Regions from separate parts of the Mus musculus genome. Here all the other regions are linked to region 1. The links are chromatin contacts, called in public promoter capture Hi-C maps. All regions are on one chromosome and are shown on one strand. The core of a region is the stretch at or near the end of the contact, and the rest is flanking DNA. Distances in the headings are between cores, read along the strand shown.

The links. Promoter capture Hi-C pulls out the DNA fragments that hold promoters and counts their contacts.
Region 2: a contact with region 1 is called in a promoter capture Hi-C map of pre-B cells, with 6 times the contacts expected there. The contact joins the enhancer-like site here to the promoter of 1700099I09Rik in region 1. A contact is called at or near these places in 9 of 39 promoter capture datasets (the 3T3-L1 cell line, 3T3-L1-derived adipocytes, the C10 cell line and 6 more) and 2 of 115 datasets of contacts at active chromatin or transcription factors (both in embryonic stem cells).
Region 3: a contact with region 1 is called in a promoter capture Hi-C map of hippocampal neurons, with 2.2 times the contacts expected there. The contact joins the enhancer-like site here to the promoter of 1700099I09Rik in region 1. A contact is called at or near these places in 6 of 39 promoter capture datasets (the C10 cell line, hippocampal neurons, liver and 1 more).
Region 4: a contact with region 1 is called in a promoter capture Hi-C map of hippocampal neurons, with 4 times the contacts expected there. The contact joins the enhancer-like site here to the promoter of 1700099I09Rik in region 1. A contact is called at or near these places in 7 of 39 promoter capture datasets (the 3T3-L1 cell line, the C10 cell line, hippocampal neurons and 3 more) and 1 of 115 datasets of contacts at active chromatin or transcription factors (large pre-B cells).
Region 5: a contact with region 1 is called in a promoter capture Hi-C map of hippocampal neurons, with 4 times the contacts expected there. The contact joins the enhancer-like site here to the promoter of 1700099I09Rik in region 1. A contact is called at or near these places in 5 of 39 promoter capture datasets (the 3T3-L1 cell line, hippocampal neurons, liver and 2 more).

What each region holds. Positions count from the first base shown.
Region 1 is chr13:102,758,469-102,762,348 of GRCm38.p6, forward strand. It overlaps 1700099I09Rik (RIKEN cDNA 1700099I09 gene), which reads left to right and starts at 1,787. Exons shown (of 2, transcript NR_130318.1): 1 at 1,787-1,828; 2 at 2,794-3,428. It overlaps Mast4 (microtubule associated serine/threonine kinase family member 4), which reads right to left. Exons shown (of 29, transcript NM_175171.3): 20 at 2,827-2,949; 21 at 2,492-2,604; 22 at 555-682; 23 at 34-269. It overlaps Gm17160 (a long non-coding RNA gene), which reads left to right and starts at 3,845. Exons shown (of 3, transcript XR_003950702.1): 1 at 3,845-3,880.
Region 2 is chr13:101,740,707-101,744,250 of GRCm38.p6, forward strand. The region is part of intron 2 of Pik3r1 (phosphoinositide-3-kinase regulatory subunit 1); the gene reads right to left. Among named protein-coding and RNA genes, the nearest start is that of Pik3r1, 26 kb to the right of the region's middle. Within about 2 kb of position 2,170, at least 46 of the 459 cell types and tissues checked have an H3K27ac peak or open chromatin away from gene starts, as enhancers often do. A contact at or near this core is called in hematopoietic stem and progenitor cells and pre-B cells, where this site is marked.
Region 3 is chr13:101,489,254-101,492,648 of GRCm38.p6, forward strand. No RefSeq gene overlaps it. Among named protein-coding and RNA genes, the nearest start is that of Gm36475, 49 kb to the right of the region's middle. Within about 2 kb of position 1,883, at least 25 of the 459 cell types and tissues checked have an H3K27ac peak or open chromatin away from gene starts, as enhancers often do. A contact at or near this core is called in hippocampal neurons, where this site is marked.
Region 4 is chr13:100,890,442-100,893,889 of GRCm38.p6, forward strand. No RefSeq gene overlaps it. Among named protein-coding and RNA genes, the nearest start is that of Gm41040, 28 kb to the left of the region's middle. Within about 2 kb of position 1,925, at least 55 of the 459 cell types and tissues checked have an H3K27ac peak or open chromatin away from gene starts, as enhancers often do. A contact at or near this core is called in hippocampal neurons, where this site is marked.
Region 5 is chr13:100,961,249-100,964,937 of GRCm38.p6, forward strand. No RefSeq gene overlaps it. Among named protein-coding and RNA genes, the nearest start is that of Gm41042, 34 kb to the right of the region's middle. Within about 2 kb of position 2,108, at least 17 of the 459 cell types and tissues checked have an H3K27ac peak or open chromatin away from gene starts, as enhancers often do. A contact at or near this core is called in hippocampal neurons, where this site is marked.

The sequences.
Region 1 (3,880 bases), core at 537-3,036:
GTGCCCGAGCAGAACAAGTAAAGCCACACTTACCTGACAGTGTGGAACTGCTGATGGTGCTGGCTGGGGTGGTGACCTCGGGCTCCTCCTGAGTACACTCCTCAGAGGGAGGGACAGGTTTCTCTGGCTCCTCTCTGGGGTCTCCAGAGCAAGGGACAGCCTCATCTTGTTCCCCATCTGTCGAAATAGCCAGCTTGGGGAGCAAGCCAGAGCTGAGTTTGCACCTGTTGCTTTCAGTATCTGAAGAGTTGGAGGTCGATAACTGTTGCCTTAATTAAAAAACAAGAGCAAGTCACACCTCCACCTCCAGGAAACCATTAAGGGTTGAGGAAACCAGGCTAAAAGGGAAGCTGGATAATCCTAACCAATGGATGTCTGGAGCAATTGTTCTTATGATATGGTACCCAGTGTCAGCACAAGCAGGGGGCATGGAAGGACATCTATGCTGTTGGGGCAATCTGAGATCTACTGGAGTGGAAACTCTGGGCGTGGGTCTCAGATGCACTGCCCCAGCACACACTGTTTACGAGGGCCCTGGGGAGCTTCTCACGTACATTTCAGAGTATTCGGAACTCCAGCTGAGTGTCTCTGTGGATGGCAACGTTGTGCTTTTGGTCTTGTCCTCAGAGTCATCTTTGTCTTCTCCTGAATTTTGAGTTATGCGATCTATACTGCTGAAAACCTGCGGGGCGAATAACCATTGTTTATGAACTACATCTAAAAAGAGCTTGTCAGAAGTCTTAGGGAAAAAAATTAAAAAACCAAAACCCCGAATATTGAAGTAAAATCAGGAACTGGCAGACCCACACATGGTGGTGCACACCTTTCATCTCAGAACTTGGGAGGCAAAGAGCGGCAGATCTCTGAGTTCTAAACCAGCTTGGTCTACAGAGTGAGTTTCAGGACAGCCAGAGCTACACAGAGAAACCCTGTCTCTAAAAAACCAAACCGAACAAAAAAAATTGGAAACTAGGGCCATGTTGTGGAAAATGCTAACAAGGTTGTGTGCACGCCACAAGAGAGAAGGGTTAAGGTATGAAGACACATTCTTTTCGAGTGGGGGGGCTGGACTGACCCTCTCCTTTCACCAAACCTCAAGGACTCTGTATCTACAAAGAAGAATCGTAGATGCACTCAGGTTTCATGGTTTCGGAGCAATGTACATCTCAGACTGGCTCGGGGCTCAAAAAGTAACCAGATAGAGAAAATGATACAGAAAAGAAAAGGTGTTTAATGGCCGCCAGTCAGGAGTTGAGGTTGCGTGCGGGTAGAGGAAGGGATGGTGTGTTTCAGAACTTAGAGTGGGGCGGGTTCTGGGGAAGAGGGAGCTAACCAGATACCTTTGGCTTACAAATCAGGCAGCTGCAGCTGCAGTTGCAGTTGCAGGAGACTATAGCTTAGGCAAAGAGGCCTCTTTTTAGCCCACTTCTGAATCGCCACAGTCTCTCTAGAGTTAGAAGAAGATGAGGCTAAAGAACAGGAGGCCGGGGAAAATAAAACGCTTTCCAAAGTAAAGAAGCAAACTGTGTAGGAGGAGTTCTGAGAGAGAGCAAAGGATGGGTTGTGTTCTGAGGACCCATCCGATGTCAGTTAAACTTGCTTCAGGACACACATGCTGTAAGTCTCCAGGGAAATCCCTGCCCCCATGTTGGTCCTATAAACAGACAGGGGCAGCACTGGCTGATCTGCAGATGCATTTTGGGTAATCATTCAGGAAAACATACAGAGTGCTTTAAAATCACCAATTGTTATAGAATTCCTAAGGAAGAATCATGCAAAATGCCATGGCAACCACAAAGATGTAGCAACTGAGACTAGCAGAAAGGAGGTAGGGTGCCCTCTGGGTTTATTTCCATTATCCCTGGGTTCCCAACCTACCAAAAAAATCAGGTTGTTTGTTTGTCTGTTTTAAAATCTTACCTGAGTTTATAAAAAGGGATCTCTCTCAATCAATCTTATTTTCTTCTACCATTTCTAAACTTCTATCGTTGTCTTCCCACTGCCTTTTCGATATCAGTTATAATCTCTATTACCGATCAAAATATTTGCTTATCTCAAAGTCAAGTGTCCCCCAAGAACCCTGGCTCATGCAAAGAACTGAGTATCATTCCTGTGTTATACTGTGTCACAATAAGGGGGATCTCTGCACACAGTGACGCCTATGCCCTTCCTCATTGACAAAAGCCTCCACAGACTAGCTCTCAGCTAGACCTTAGGGGGCAGGTAGGCAAGTTCACCACATGACAACTCTCATGAAAGACAACAAAGCGTTGGCATCTTTGCCTCAAAGCAACAATCAACTCCCAAAGTTGGAGCCATGTCTTTAGGGTGGAAAACGGCTGCTTATTAAGTATATGAGACCATTTCCCCAACTAACTGGGAGTTTTGAGTGCTGGAGAACTCACACCCCACAAAGCGCAGGTGCTTTTACAGTCTAGTCCAACTGAGGTGGATACCAAGGTTTTGCATGCTGATGCCCCGTCCCACTTACTTTTGAAAACCTGTGTGAACAGGAAGAAAACTGCCTTATCTCCACGGTGAAGTCCTCATCGTTTGTATCGTCCTCCTCCTCCGTCTCCATGTGATGATACTTCTCTGACCGAGCTGCGGAGGAAGGGTTGGGAACAGTCTGGGTTACTCAGAGAGCTTCTGTATTTAACAGTGACAACTACCCTCTGAGGACCTGGAGCAGAACAACAGGGAGCTTTCTAGAATTTGTAGGTACGAAGTTGGAAAGTGTGAAGTTGGAGATGAACTATGGTTTTGTTTTTGTTTTTCTTTTTTTAAATCTAGGAAAGGCCAAAGGATGTCAGATAATGCACGTACTATCAAAATAACTTGTGTCATCCTCCGATTCCAGTTGGGGAATAAATTCCGCCTTCTGTCTCAGCAAACTGTTCCAGTCTAAGGAGCGGAAGAAACGATGCTGCTTCACTTCATAGGCTCCACCTGGACGGGGAGAGGAGCGAGGCTGAGAGGCTGAACCACCCTCTGTACAGGAAGCACCACGCTTACAAACAGTTCACGATATTTGTTAGCAGAGAAATGAAGAAGTGGTGGAGTCCACACTACCTCCCCCCCCCCCGCCCCCACCTTCTACAACCAAAACTTGAAAAAAAAAATTTCTAGACTTTATCAGCAGGAAATCAGATTTTGCTAACAGCGGTTGCTATAGCACAGATTTTTCTCAGTTAATTTTTCTACGACTTCTTCCATTTTTCAAAGGTTAATGACAGGGCCACTTAAAATCACATTATACTGAACCTGGGGACATGGACGCACGTTGGCCCAAAAACAGACTTGCTCATTACAAACCCTGAAGATCCTAACAAGGTGCAAAATGTGCTTACAGCAAGATTTCTTCTGGAGGGAAGGTTAATAATGATGGATTTTTCCTAAATATTATATAAAGTTTTCCATTCAGTTTTATCAGATTGCTCATTAACACAGGGAAGAATTAGAGTCAGTGCTTTAGATCCTTAAGTAAGGAAACGGCAAATTGGTTAGACAGATTTATAATTCGTCTAACATAAATCAGCCACAGGGGCTAAAGCTGAGGCTTCTGTTTGCCAGATAATTGTGGTAGTGCAGTTTGGTGAGAGGTTTTTAAATTTATTTAATGACTTTAAACAGTTAAAGGGCAAGGCTCACTGAAAATGTATTCACAACATCCCATGGAGAGAGAGGGAAGTGACTTGGTAAGAGCAGGCCCCGCCCTATCCCAGCACTCCAAAAGACCAGGGACTGAAAAAGCATCAGGAAGAAAGATTTCTCAGAAGACCATCGCAGAGGTCTAATCTGCCTGCTGGTCAAGCTTTCTTTGGGGTGGGGTGGGGTGGGGTGATGTAGCTGCTTCTCTCTGTGACTGTCATCCACGCCT
Region 2 (3,544 bases), core at 920-3,419, 1.0 Mb before region 1:
TGACCCAAGAGCTCAGAACAGTTCTTTTTGGTAAGACTGAACTTTTTCCCTAGCCAGTCAGATAAAGCACAAATGCTCTTCAAGACTGCGGTGGTTATGAAGGACTTCAAATCCAAGTTACAGAACTAATAATGAACTAATAGTACCTTTGCTAAGTAAATAGGGTCACTGCTCTAACATGCAAAATCTCACAAAGAAACCTTGAAAGAACTGGATGGGTCTCATGAAAACAAATACCTGGGGCTGTAGTGGGGGATGCTGGGAAATTTGTCCCATGCACATTGAATACATGTATGGAACTAGCCTTGTCATACCCTATATAATAAAAAGTTAATTAAGATAAAATTTCAAAAGAAATGAGTATACCAGTGATCTCCTGTGGGTCTTTGATTTAATTCATGCTCCAAGTACATGAGTCTGACACAAACAGCATCCATCTGTCTAGCACGTGACCTGTGGTATTTGTAAATTACTTTGAGATAAAAGAAGTGTTAAGCAAAGTAGAGAAATTCAAAACTGTGTTTATTAAGCCTATGGTTTAGACACTGCTGTTTCTTAATGCACGAGGATGACCGACAAGAGGTCCTGGTCCTCCAGCCTGGCTCTTTGAAGGTTGAGGGTGGTACTGAGACGCACACACTCAGAAGTGAGACCACTGTGAGGACTGAATGACCACCAGCTGTGCTTGACCCTGGTCTAGTTTCTTTTCCTAAGCCTCAACCTGCAATCAGGATTAGTAGGTGCACAAGAGCGCAGTAGCTGGTGTCCAGCCCACCACATACACTCCACCTATTTCTGCAAACTTCCAAACAGCCACATTGAAGCTGACTTTTTTTCCGTGTCTGAGCAGGGCCTTTCCTCTTAGAGAAATGTGGAATCTAGGATTATGAACTAAAAACGAAAATGTAAATTAAAGTCACAAATACAACCTTTCTAGCAAATCGAAAACCTGTGTAATTATCCAGGTGCACATGCACAGATGGGAGGTCCAGGGTCAGGTGGCCACATTCCTTAGGTCCTGTCCCGCCTTCAGCACAGTCGCTAAATATTAACTCCTTTTCTGTCCTCTATAAACAAAATACTTTTACCCTCATGTCAAAAGAGTTTACAACCACTATCAACTAGCCCTCCTTTCTTCTCTTAGGAAATTACACATGAGATGTGAGAGCGAACTCAAAAAGGTACTAATTGTAAGTGATAGGATGTAAAATTCACAACACTTGCACATGTGAACTAAGCACGGTTTCCGATGTTGATAAAAGATGGACCCTCAAAGAACTACTGAATCCAGGGGCAGGATATCATCTAAGTAGAAACCAGAGCAAATGGACAAGCAGGGCTGCCTGAGAGGTGAGGCGGGACACTGGTACTACATCATCGGGAAAGTTGGTTGTGAAACCAACCCATCCTTTGTGAGGTATGTGAAAGACACCAGCCTCTCAGAGTGGACTCTGCAAGCATAGGATGGGAGAAGAAAGAGAGGAAAGGAAGGAGCCAGGTGGGAACTGCGAAAAGGGGGTGGGGGCAGAAAGGGAGAGGGGAAAGATTGGTTTCCCAGTAAAAAATATGTATATATAATATATATTATATATAAGTATACTTATAATATGTAATATATAATGTAAATTATATATGTATATATATATATATATACATATATATATATGAATATGATAGCTAGTGGTGTACAACTTTAATCCCAGCACTCAGGAGGCAGAGTCAGGGGCAGGAGGAACTCTCTGAGTTTGAAGTCAGCCTAGTTTACAGAGTGAGTTCCAGGACAGCCAAGGCTACCCAGAGAAACCCTGTCTCAAAAAACAACAAAACTATTTACCCAAAAGTATTATCTAGGTTTTAGAATTAAGTTGGAATTGGCCAAAAGCAATTATACAACTAAAACCTGTAGACTGACGACAGGCGGCAACCAAGCCTCAGATCTGCTGAGCAGACCCCAGCTCTGGCAAAGGAGAGAAGAGTAAACATTTGTTGCACTCGGTGAAACTTTTCCTTCCTGAGAGCCAAAAGCTAGCTGACTCCAGCCGCAGAGGGCCTGGAAAGATGTGGTCTGACAAGAATGGGAGTTTAAGCTAAACAATTTTGAAGACTCTGCGCCAATATGTTTAAACTTCCTCTACTCGAAAAAGCTGACAGTGTTTCTCAAGCTTCCCTTAAGGGGAAGATTAGACCACAAGTGACAGTTACAATGTAACTGTCCATAAAACTCCTAACTTGAAGGCTGTTACAAGTTACAGTAGCAAGTTACAGCCTGCTGGAACCATCAAGTAGTTCCATTAGAAAGGCATATTTGAATAATTATCCCAGCAAAGCTTTTCCTATGACATTATATGCATGCTGTACTATCAGATCTTTTTATGTAAATACAATTTTATATATATTACATATAAGTACATAATAATTTGTATAGAAACAAGTTTATATGGCTTATATGTGTGATATATAACATTGAGAACCGTAAGTCAAATAGAGGTTAATTTAACAGTTAATATTTTCATCAATCTCATAAAATGCACAGGTTTGGGCTGAGGGTGGAAGGCTCAGTCACTACAGTGCTGTCCATTTAAGGATAAAGACATGGGTTTGATCCTCAGAACCCACATAAAAATGCTGGTCACGGTGGCTCACACCTGTAATCCCAATCCTAGGGAGGCAGAGAGAGGCAGAGCTTCGGTACTCACTGATCAACCAGCCTAGCCTAAACGTCATACTTCCTGGCCACTGAGAGAGCCTGTCTCAGTGGAGAGGGAGTTCCTAGAATGTCACCTGACCTTGTCCTCTGGCCTCTCTCTCTCTCTCTCTCTCTCTCTCTCTCACACACACACACACACACACACACACACACACACACACACACACACACACACGCGCTCGCACACACACACACACACGCGCACACACACACACACACACACACACCAAAAGCAAGGCTCCAACATGCGGAGGGGATAAACTCTCTTTAAAATCAATCACTTTTTCCTAGCTTGCTGACCTGGCGATCTTTTGATAGAAGGAAAAATGACACTCATGTCTGCTTCATACATTAGTTTTTCTTGCGTCTATTTCCTGAAACAGGAAACATCCATTTTGTTGAGCTCCTTTTGTCTTGGCAGACCATAGGTCACTGCAAAGCAAGAGGGTAGGGGTGGGAGATGGGGGTGGGGGTGTCATCTGTCTTTGGCTCCGGGACACACCCTGGCCGAACAGGAGTGAGTGAGTCACACGATATAACATGATTATCTACCAGCTCTTGTTAGCATGCTATATCTGCTTGAGAGCACTATAAGGTCAAATCTCAGCTTTCCTACTGGCTGTGTAACTTGGGGATTTAACTACACTTTGACTTTACAACGGGTGTATGGATAAAGTCACTATCATAGAGTTATCATGAAAAGTAAGTAGCTAACACACAAATAGGTGTTAGCAGAGAACCTGAAATATATGCAACATGCAAAGGCAGGTGTAAAGCTAGCTTTAGGTTTATGTGTGTACACACAGATATATATCTTTAAATTTTTTATGCCAAGTA
Region 3 (3,395 bases), core at 633-3,132, 1.3 Mb before region 1:
GATCAAGATGTAGAACTCTCAGCTCCGCAAGCATCATGTCTGCTTACACGCTGCCACACTTCCCACCACGATAATGGACAGAACCTCTGAACCTGTAAGCCAGCTCCAGCTAAATGCTCCCATTTCTAAGAGTTGCCTTGGTTATGGTGTCTCCTAACAGCAATGAAACCCGTCCCTTATGAATGCTGAGGTGCAGAACCAGTTGTAACTTCACCTATACCTTTCAAGAACAGGAACCTGGAACTAAATCCAGGTGTTAATAATTATTTGAAACTGGGCAAAGGTCTAACCAGTAGGAGGGAAGATGTAGAAACAGGTGTCAAAATTAAAAATTATTGTTTAAGTTGAAAGATAAGCTCAACGACTTGTGGCTCTAACTCCTACTTCAGTATATTCCCTTACTCGGTGTCTGGAAGACAGGAGGGTCATGGGTCTCATCTGACAGAAGTGCCAGCTACTTCAGTTTTTACAAGTTCTTTGAGGAGTTACAGATAGACTCAGAAACAGCTGTTAGGAGCCAACTCAGATGCATGTGGGCATAGCCAATGTGCCCTACTTTGTTGGTTTGGAAGGTAGAATGATGCCACATGGCTTTGAATGCCCAATTTATAATAATCCCATTCCTTTGTTCTCCCTGAGAAGTTTGTACCTTGGTTCCTGACTGTTGCTTATGAAAAGTCTGAAAATCTTAGCCCACATTCCCTCATGGCAGAGATAACTGTTCTTGCTGTGTCTATGATAGAATCAGAAATTCTGTCAATGTGATACAAGCAGAGAGGCTGCCTGGGCCACAGGTGCTTGAGCCAGAGATGGCTGGAAGGCCAGCTGCTTGTCCCCAGAGTAGCCTGTTCCACCCAGCATGGAGGCTCGGTGCCTTAGCAGCAGGGCCACAGCAAGGCAAGTTTTCTTTCCCACATATTAAGTCATTTTCACCAGGCAAGGCCAGGTGTGAGGAGACTGAGTGAGGAGAGGGGAGCATCAGGGTCAGACAGCTCCCCTCGGACAACCTTGACTCTCCTGTTGAATTTGAATCACTCAATACCTGATGGTTTTCTTCCTGGGTTCCCACTTCAGTGTCCTTTTCTGTTAAAGTAATAAAGCAAAAAGTATTTTAATGTTTCAGAGATATCCCAATAATAATAATAATGGAAGGAGTCTGAATTTCTTTGTTCTTCAACTCCTCTGAATCCCACTACAAATGTGTGCTTGCAAGACAACACTGTTCTTTGGTGTTGCCAATAGTAGCCAGGCACCAAGATCTTAACAAGCCAGGGGTTATCCTGTTCAATCTCTTCCACAGAAGCTTTGGCAAGGGAAACACTTGCTTTATGCTTGCTGAATGTTTCTCAGAGGTCTGTCACACCAGGATTGTCCCCCGTCAAAGAAACATTCAAGTGCCACTTTATAAACAATAATGGTAACAAATAATACTTTAAGATCTGCATCATCAGAACCCTGGTGATGAAGACAAACTGACAACCCCATGAGAACTCCATATGTGCTGACATACCGTGTGTGTCATCTTTGTTTATACTAAATGAAAGGAAAGGCAGGAAGGGGAGGGTTCTGAGCCCCCTCCCCCCAGTGTGCAGGTTCTGTGCTCAGTCCTGTTATACTTTGTCTCTTAGAAGGCTGCCATACAGAGAAGTTAAGGAACTTGCCCTGATCATGTATCCAGCACATGGCAGAATAGAGTCCTAACTCCAAAACCTATGGCCCTAACCACTTCACTCCAATACCTCTCTGGCTATTTAAAAAGACAGAAATACAGAAACCATGAGGTAGAAGGCCAACTAATGCTCTCCCTCCTGGGCACTGTGCTCTGTGCCAGGTGCAGTTTGGTGACTGAGGCTTAGGAAGCTCTGGTTGTGCCGAGAGGATGTGCTATGTGCGGCATGCAAATGAGAGCGTTCAAGATGGTGTTCTCTAGCAGGCTTGCCACCGAATGCTGTCGGGAAACTAAAATTGTCCAGGCTATTTTGAGACCAAGCTCCAACTCTCATCAAGTTTTCCCTTAGAGTAAATTGAAGTTCATGAATCTAAGATCTTTTCTTTGCTTCATATTTCAGGTGGAGCTGCATGGCTAAATTTTATGCTCAAATTCATGTCACCACAGTCCCTGAATCTTCTGCAAGAGCCCAGTGCAACCCCATGGTCCCATGTGAGACCAGAGAGCTTGATTCTCTAGGTTTAAAAATATAGAGAAGAAAGGCAAGAGTCATTTGAGAAAATGAGCACGGGACTGGGGGTAAAATTAGAATCAGCCACTGAGTGTTTCGCAGCCCATAGGCTGAGAGAGGTTTACTTTTTACATATAAATTATAGAGTTTTCCCACCTTGAGACAGAAATCTGACCTGCCAGACAACATTTTTTTTCTTCCATCTTTTTTTTTTCCCACCAAGTAGAAATGACTTGGCAAAAGGTGTGTTTTCATTCCAGGTGAGAAAACAGAAGACAGGCTGCAAATTCTAAGTCATACATTAAGACGCTTCTAAGACGACACTAGGCACTAAAATAAATAGAAAAACACACAGGAAAATGTCACGCACCCTTCCCCAGCAACAAACTGCTAGTTCTGGATACTTGGCCCTGGGTCCTGGTGTCCTCATGGTCACTATGCAACCTGGGAAGTGATTGGAGGTGACACACACACACAGAAAAGCTTTTCCTGGAAATGAGTTCGGAGGACAGCTAACTATAAACAATAAGCCCTTGTGTATGGGATTGAAAATAAACCCAGACAGTGCATGAGGTTACGGGTATGTGTTGAAAGGCAAAAATCCGCCATCTGTCACCTCTCCATGCTCCCTGGTGGAAGAGCCTGCCTCTGCCTGGAATCCCCTCTCAGAATATCTCATTGAGTGATCCCTCTTGTCTTTATTCAGAGTCCTGTGACTCAGGACTAGAACCCCCATGGCCTTTAAATTACAAATGAAAAGCATGGGGTTTGGGGATGTGGCCTGCCTCCCAAACACCAATCTAAACAAGGACAACAGAAACAGATGTGCTAATGTGGCAGGGGGGGATCTCCTGAGGCCCCATTATACAAAGAGCTACAAGTGACTGAAGAATTCTGAGATCTAGAGAATTAGTCTTCTCCAGGGAGGAACCCCTAATTGGTTATTCAATACCAAATGGTCAATCCTGGAATCATGTATTTGTGGGCAACAGTGAGCAGATGTAGCAGGTTGTATTTAAATATATGTATAAACATGTGTGTGTGTGTGTGTGTGTGTGTGTGTGTGTGTGTGTGTGTGTAAGACAATTAAAAAGAAGCTGTGAACCTGAGAGGGATCAAGGGAAAGGCCATGAGAGAAGAGTTGGAAGAGTGAAAATGATGTATTTATGTTTTAGTTAAAAATATTAAGAGACAGAAAGGAAGGAGACAGAGTTT
Region 4 (3,448 bases), core at 675-3,174, 1.9 Mb before region 1:
TATAAACATTGATGGTCCCTCTTAGCAAAATTACAATCCATTGGGAAGACTGTATGTGGCGGGGTTGTGTGTGTGCAGGTGGCTGTGCACGCATGAAGTCATCTTCCATGGTGCAGAATACGTAATGCTGAACCGGAGAACTCCAGGAGTAGTGACATAAACATTTTAGAATTGCAAGGGTAAGGAGGAGATGGGATCGCCAGGGCTGTGTGTGTGGGAACAGGATTGTGGAATGACTTATGTACTGTGTGCATGAATAACTTCCCTGTGATGAAAAGCTGCTTTAAAAAGAATTCTCAGGACTCACTGAGAGATGGCTCAGCAGTTAAGAGTGCATACTGCTCTTGCAGAGGACCAGAGTTAAGTTCCTGAACTTATGTGAGGTAGGTCACAACCTAACACCAGCTCCCGAGGATCTAATGTGTTCTGGCCTCCTCAGGAAACCATGTTTACAAACACCTCCCCCCTTACATATAATTAAGATGCTAAAATAAGGGACTGGAGAGATGATGGCTCAGTCGTTCAGCGCATTGGTTGCTATTCTAGAGGACTCAGGTTTGATTCCCAGCACCCACATAGTGGTTCACAAACATTTACAGTTTCACTTCTAGGAGATACCACACCCTTTTCTGGTCTCTGCTATCACCAGGCACACAAATGGTGCACAGACATTGTCTAGTCAGGGTTCTCTAGAGTCACAGAGCTTATGGAGAGTCTCTATATAGTAAAGGAATTTACTGATGACTTACAGTCTGCAGTCCGATTCCCAACAATGGTTCAGTAGTAGCTGTGAATGGAAGTGCAAGGATCTAGCAGTTACTCAGTCCCACACGACAAGCAGGCGAAAGAATGAGAGTGAGACTCCCTTCTTTCAATGTCCTTATATGGTCTCCAGTAGAAGGTGTAGCTCAGATTAAAGGTGTGTGCCACCACATCTTTAATCCCAGAAGACCTTGAACTCGGAGATCTCCCTGTCTTAATCTTCTGGAATCCATAGCCACTATGCCTCAAGATCTCCATACCAAGATCCAGACCAGAAACTTCTATCTCCCAGCCTTCAGATAAGGGTCACTGGTGAGCCTTCCAATTCTGGATTGTAGTTCATTCCAAATATAGTCAAGTTGACAACCAGGAATAGCCACTACAGACATGCATGCAAGCAAAATATCCATACATATAAAATAAAAAAACATTGTTACACAAAGCTAAAATAAAGAAAAAAAGAAAAGAATTATTGATATATGAAATCATTTATAGGAATAGGAATATGTTGATTTTGGAGACAAAGTTTGAGCTTAGACACATTTTATTTGGGGGGGGGGTGATTGTTAATTTCTCTGTTCCCTAGGCCTGAGGAAGGGTTGAGTACAGTCGGTTCCTACAACTTTCCTATCTCCCCTTATGCCACATTCACATCCTACTCTTATAAAAGGATAAAAGTGTCCATTATTTTGTTTGCACAAACTGGAAAAACAATAAGGTTCATTTTACCAAATTTTTCTTCAAAACTGAAACCTAGAGAGATGAAACTTTGGAAAGATCAATCTTTTAGAAAAACATATTACATCTTATTTATCGATCGTGAGTCTGTAAAGGGCATGCATCACAGCCCAAATGTGGGGGTCAGAGGACAACTTGTAGGAGTTGATTTTCTCCTTTTACTATGTGAGTCCAAGGGATGGAACTCACGTCACTAGCCTTGGTGGCAAGTGTATTTACCCCTTAAGTTACCTCGCTGGCTCAGGTAAGCACCACCTCTTGGGAGTGGGAGTCCCAGGAACCTTCTTATTCCTCGAGGAATTAGTAAATTCACCAGAACTAAGAACTTCCTGCAAATGCCTCTCCAATCCTTAGTTCTCAAGGAGCGAGGGCTCAGCCTGCACTGCCACAATTCGCCATTAGAGGGCAGTGCAGCCGCGAGAGCCGAGGAAGGAGGGGGCGAAGGATGCTTCTTAGCACTTGGAGAGTGGGAGGAAGTGTCTCGCAATGTTTGCACTTGAAGCATCTCAGTAGTTAGATATTTCACTGGCACAAATGGCGTGTCCTCTTCTAAATTTTGTGCGAATATGAAAAGGCAGTAACTTTGATCTTAGTGCATGTTCTATGGCTATCTATTTCGTTTCGAGCCAGGAATTTATTAGGACATCGAAGGGAAAGGCAAGAAGAACTTTAGATGGGCACATCTCTATTTCCCTACTTTTGCGATAGATTTAGTACACGCTCTGAAAGAATACAGTGCCGGCTGAAAAGTGCTCTGTTTCCTCTCTATTATTCTAAAATAGATGTGCTTCTCTCACGCATGGATGGACCATTTACCCCTGATTTGTATCTCGGGGACAAATCTGACTCGTTAGCGCCGTTATTTGTAAACTGCTAACCTGGTTCCCTGCGCTCTTGTAACGCTATCTTGATGGGTTGCTGTGAAAATGTGAAGCTGCCTGTCAGGCAGGAAAAATTATGTAAAAATGATGTGGGTATAGAAAATGGAATCGACAAAATGTAATAAACTCCCCCTGGGCTGGAGAGCCGAGCTGCATATGTAATGAAGTAGTTTAGGATTACGTCACCTTTTATATAACATCTGGCAGTGACTTTTATTTCAGAGCTAATTTGAAGAAGCCGGGAGCTCTTTTTTTTTTTTTTTCCTTCTCCCTCCCAGAGCCTGCCTTTATCTGAAAGAAGTAAAAGGAACAGTTACATTTTGCATGCAAAGGAAGCTGGAGTGGTTAGATTATTTCCTTGGGGTAATGGAGAAAGGGAAAAAGAAATAGAAGAAAGGTCAGGTGAACACAGCAGAGGGGATGGATAGGTTTGTGGGATTCTTAGACACACTGGACCAGTGCAAGCAGCCAGACAGATAACCTGGGTGGCTTGGCTCTCCTCTCCTCTTCCCTCTCCACTGCCCTTGCTTGGTCAGCATATACCTGATCCAAGAATACCATGGCAATAGTTTGTCTGTAAATATTTGATTCGTAGTAACAAGTTATAAAAATGTCTTAGATGATTGCTTAGTCCTTTGGTTTCTTTATCTTTCAAGGAGAAAGCCATCCCTCCAAACAACACCTGCCTTCCCTACAGTGTCCAGAAGCACACATCTGTTACAGTATTCACACAGTCAGCTCGACTCTGTCTTTTTGTCTAGATCAACAGTGATGAAGGTCTACGAATTTCCTCTCGTGGAAGAGAGAGCTCAGGATGGTTGGGACCATCTTTGCATCTCTCCTTTTTTTGCTGCTCCAAGCTTCTCTGCCAAGCTTGTCTTGTCACAGTCTGGTCCTTGCTGACTGAACTGTGTTTGATGACCTCACTGTCCCTCTTCATGATATGTTTTGAATCTTCCAGTCTTACTAAAACCCCAAGATATCCTTTCCTGAATCCCAAGGCCACGTGTATAATTCAGACGGGAGATTTTCTTACTTTTTTTTTTTTTTTTTTTTTGTGGCTGATG
Region 5 (3,689 bases), core at 858-3,357, 1.8 Mb before region 1:
ACAAATTGTGTTCAATAAAGTTAATATGCCTAATAGTCTTACGATTTTCAGAAAATTCTAAAAGGAGGGACTTTATCATTGTGTGAAAATAATTTAGGGGCTGTTAAGGGAGTCTTCTCTTCAACAATAGTTATTATTGTATTACTTACATTTGCATTTAGGCAATTTCATGCATGTATTTGGTACCCACTGACCACTCTCTCCTACCCTCTCCCATCTCCCTTCTAACCACATCTGATCCTCTCTTCACTACACGTGTCTTTCTTACGTTAATGTCTATTCATTTTGTGTTCTGACCCACTGAGTGTAACCAGGGCCAACTGTGTGACTGTGAGTTTGCAGCTATCTGTTGGAGTCTGTTGAGCTCAGCAGTAGGTACACAATTGAAGATAGTGACTCACCTCTCCCACACTCCATCAGCAGCTAATTGTTCAGGAGTGAGGGTCTGGTTCCATGAACCCCTCTCTTTCCATGACTGATTATTGATGGGGCCAGTCTTGACCCTGTATAGGTGACCTCAGTTGTTAGGACTTAGCAACAGTGGTTGTATTGGATTTAGAGGATGGTGTTTCACAGCCCTTTATTATATCTCCAGGCTCTTACATACTCATTGCCCCTCTTCTACAATGTTCTCTGAGCCTTAGAGGAGGTACCATAAATGTCTTCTTTAGGGCTGAGCTATCAAGGGCATCATCTTTGACAATCTGGTAAAATGCTTCTCTCCTCCTTCTCCTCCTCTTCTTCCTCCTCTTCTTCTTCTTTATAAATTTTTATTTGGGGGGGGGAGGTTGTCTCAAGATTTGAAATTTTGCCAATAAACATTTTGTAAATGTTTCCAGAATTGTGATTATTTGAATAGTGAATACCAAACATATTAATTGTCATGCTGATTATACAGAGAACAGTAGCGATATAAAGACTGATGGCCAATCTGATTTTTCATTTTTAATTTTGCGTGTGTATGTCTCTGTGTGGATATGTACCTATGAGCTCAGGTGCCCATGGAAGTTAGAGGCTCTAGATTCCTGTGGAACTGGAGTTATAGGTGGTTGTGAGCCACTTGATGTGGGTGCTGGGAACTAGACTTGGGTCCTCTGCAAGAGCAGTATGTGCTTTGAGCTTCTGAGCCATCTCTCCAGCCCCTGATCCTTTTTACCTCAATTTTAATTAATTAATAATTACAAATATAGTTGTTTATTATTGCTAGTATTATGTGTACAGTGTGTACATGTGAACGCAGGTGTTTGCTGATCTCTGCAGTCTATGTAGAGGGTAGGTGATAACCCTAGGGAGTCAATTCTGTCCTCCTACTATAGGAACCAGAGCTCAAATGCAGTTGTCAGGATGTGTGGTAAAGACCTCCATCAGCTGAGACACCTCATTGGTTCCTGAACTTCTTTCATCCAGGTAGGAGGGTTTCTTTCTTGAAGTCTCCATAGCTGGTTGTTAGAGTTATGGAGGCTTGACTGGTTGTCCTTTGAAAATTCCTTTCTTTTTTTTTTTTTTTTTTGTTAGGGTCCAAAACGATTCAATGAATAAGGGATTTCTTTGAAAACAAAACACAAATTTGGCAAAACTAAACACATAGTCCTTTTGAATAAATTAGCCTTCATAGAAGAGTGGTAAACTAGGCCTGGGCTTGGATCCGTGGGACAGTTATTTAGTTGCGAAGGCCACATTCACCTTCTTTGGGCTCAACTGGAATTGAGATGAAAATCCTCTTCAACAAATATCTCCCCATTCTGTGGCCTCTACACCTCCCACTCCCACCATCTGCTGCACACAACTGAAACAAAACACTGCCGTTCATTTGGTTAATTATTAAATACTCACTGAGCCCATATCCCATTATTCACAGAGTCATTACATTCTATAATGTAGAAACAACTTGTGTGAAGAAATGAAATCAAAAGAATATGGTCTCTCCCATGAGCATGAAAGTCCCCTTTCAGAGAAGATGATGTCTTATGCTTATTGCATTTGTTTCTGTAATGGGACTGGTGATTTGTGCTGAATAATTCATGCTATTTTGCCCACATCCCTTGAAAGCATTGGCAATGCTCTGAGGGACCAGCTGGCTGAGGTTATGGCACAGACTGTTGCCACACACTTACATGTTGCCAAATGGTCTTTCTGGGTGGTTTTGGGGGAGTACAGCATTTGAAAGTCCTGGCTGTGGAATTGAGCAAGCCTGGGTTCAAATTCCATCTCTACTCTCTAACCTGGGCAAGTAATCTGACTTCTACCACATCTTTTCATGCAAACGAAGGCAAAAATTTATCCTCATTTGGATTTATGTTTATGTTGTAGGCAAAAACACCACCAACAACAAAAATTTGCATTGCTTTAGGTAAAACTCCTTGTTAAGGAGGGGGAAGCTACTTGAAAGGGAATGGCCCCTTCCTGGTTAATGCCTTGGATATGGCTGAGAACAATCTAGGAGCAGAAATTGGGGGTAAGTGATCTGGTGGAAGAAGACTAGAGTGAAAAGAGGCAGGGGGACCCAGGCAGCAGGGGATAGGGGGCAATGAACTTTTGATAATTCATCTTTATTATCTACTTGACTGGCCTTAGCATCACCTAGGAGACACATCCCTGGGGTGTGTCTGTGAGGGTGTTTCCAGAAAGGTTCGGCAAAGGAGGAAAGGCATCCCCTGAATGTGGGCCGCACTAGCTCATGGATTGTCTTCCTGAAATGGAGGGATATAGCAAAAGGAGCAAACAGGCTGAGAATGAGCACACATCCCGTCTGCCTTCTGAATGCACACACAGTGTGACCTCATGCTGGCGCTGCCACGCCTTCCTACCACAGTGGTCTGCACCCCTTACGATTATGTAAGGGCCCATATAGACATTTTACTTCTTACAAGGTTGCTAACACAGTGCAGGTAGCTATAGGACATTTAAAAATGGCTGTGGTCCTTAAGTTAGTAAAATTGACAGTGCTCTCCTCTGGGGAAGCCTATTTCTCTTGCTCTCAGCATTCTGTAGTTCTTGGTGTAGGTCAAAGCCTCATGGGCTTTCCTCATTCATGTTAGTGTGTCTGTTGTTGTCGACCTTGTTTAGATCTTGTGTACATGGACAGTCACGGAGTCATGAAGACTCTATGGGTATCGTTTTCACATTCCCAGGAGACGTACTGTCACAGCAAACCCCCTGTTCCTGTGGCCTTCACAGTCTTCCCACTTCTGCTCTCATAGTATTCTGTGGGCCGTGTGTGGGGGGCTTGTACTGTTAGGATAGCTCTCCACACTCTGAATTTTTATTGGCTGTGGTTTTCGGTGATGGTCTCTGTTGCGAAGAGAAGTTAGTTATCCAATATCAAGTAGTCATCCCTGAAAACATAGTCTAAGTAATATTGTATGGACTGAGCAGGTTGTATTTATGTACTTATGAATATGTATATATGAATTTTAAACAATTAATAAAAAAGGAGTCTATGAATTTGAAAGAGCAAGGAGAGGCATATGGGAGAGTTGAAAAGGAGGAAAGGGAGGGAGAGAATAATATAATTATATGATAACCTGAAAGAATAAAAGAACTAATTATAAAAAAATTTGTTAGCTCTATTCTGTTGTGAACCCTTCCCCACTTTCTTTATCTTCCTAGTCTACTTCTCTGCCTCCCATTCTGGTCTGGCCTTTGGTATACTCTGTGGCATTCACTAGTGTTTTGTGACAGGTCTTAGG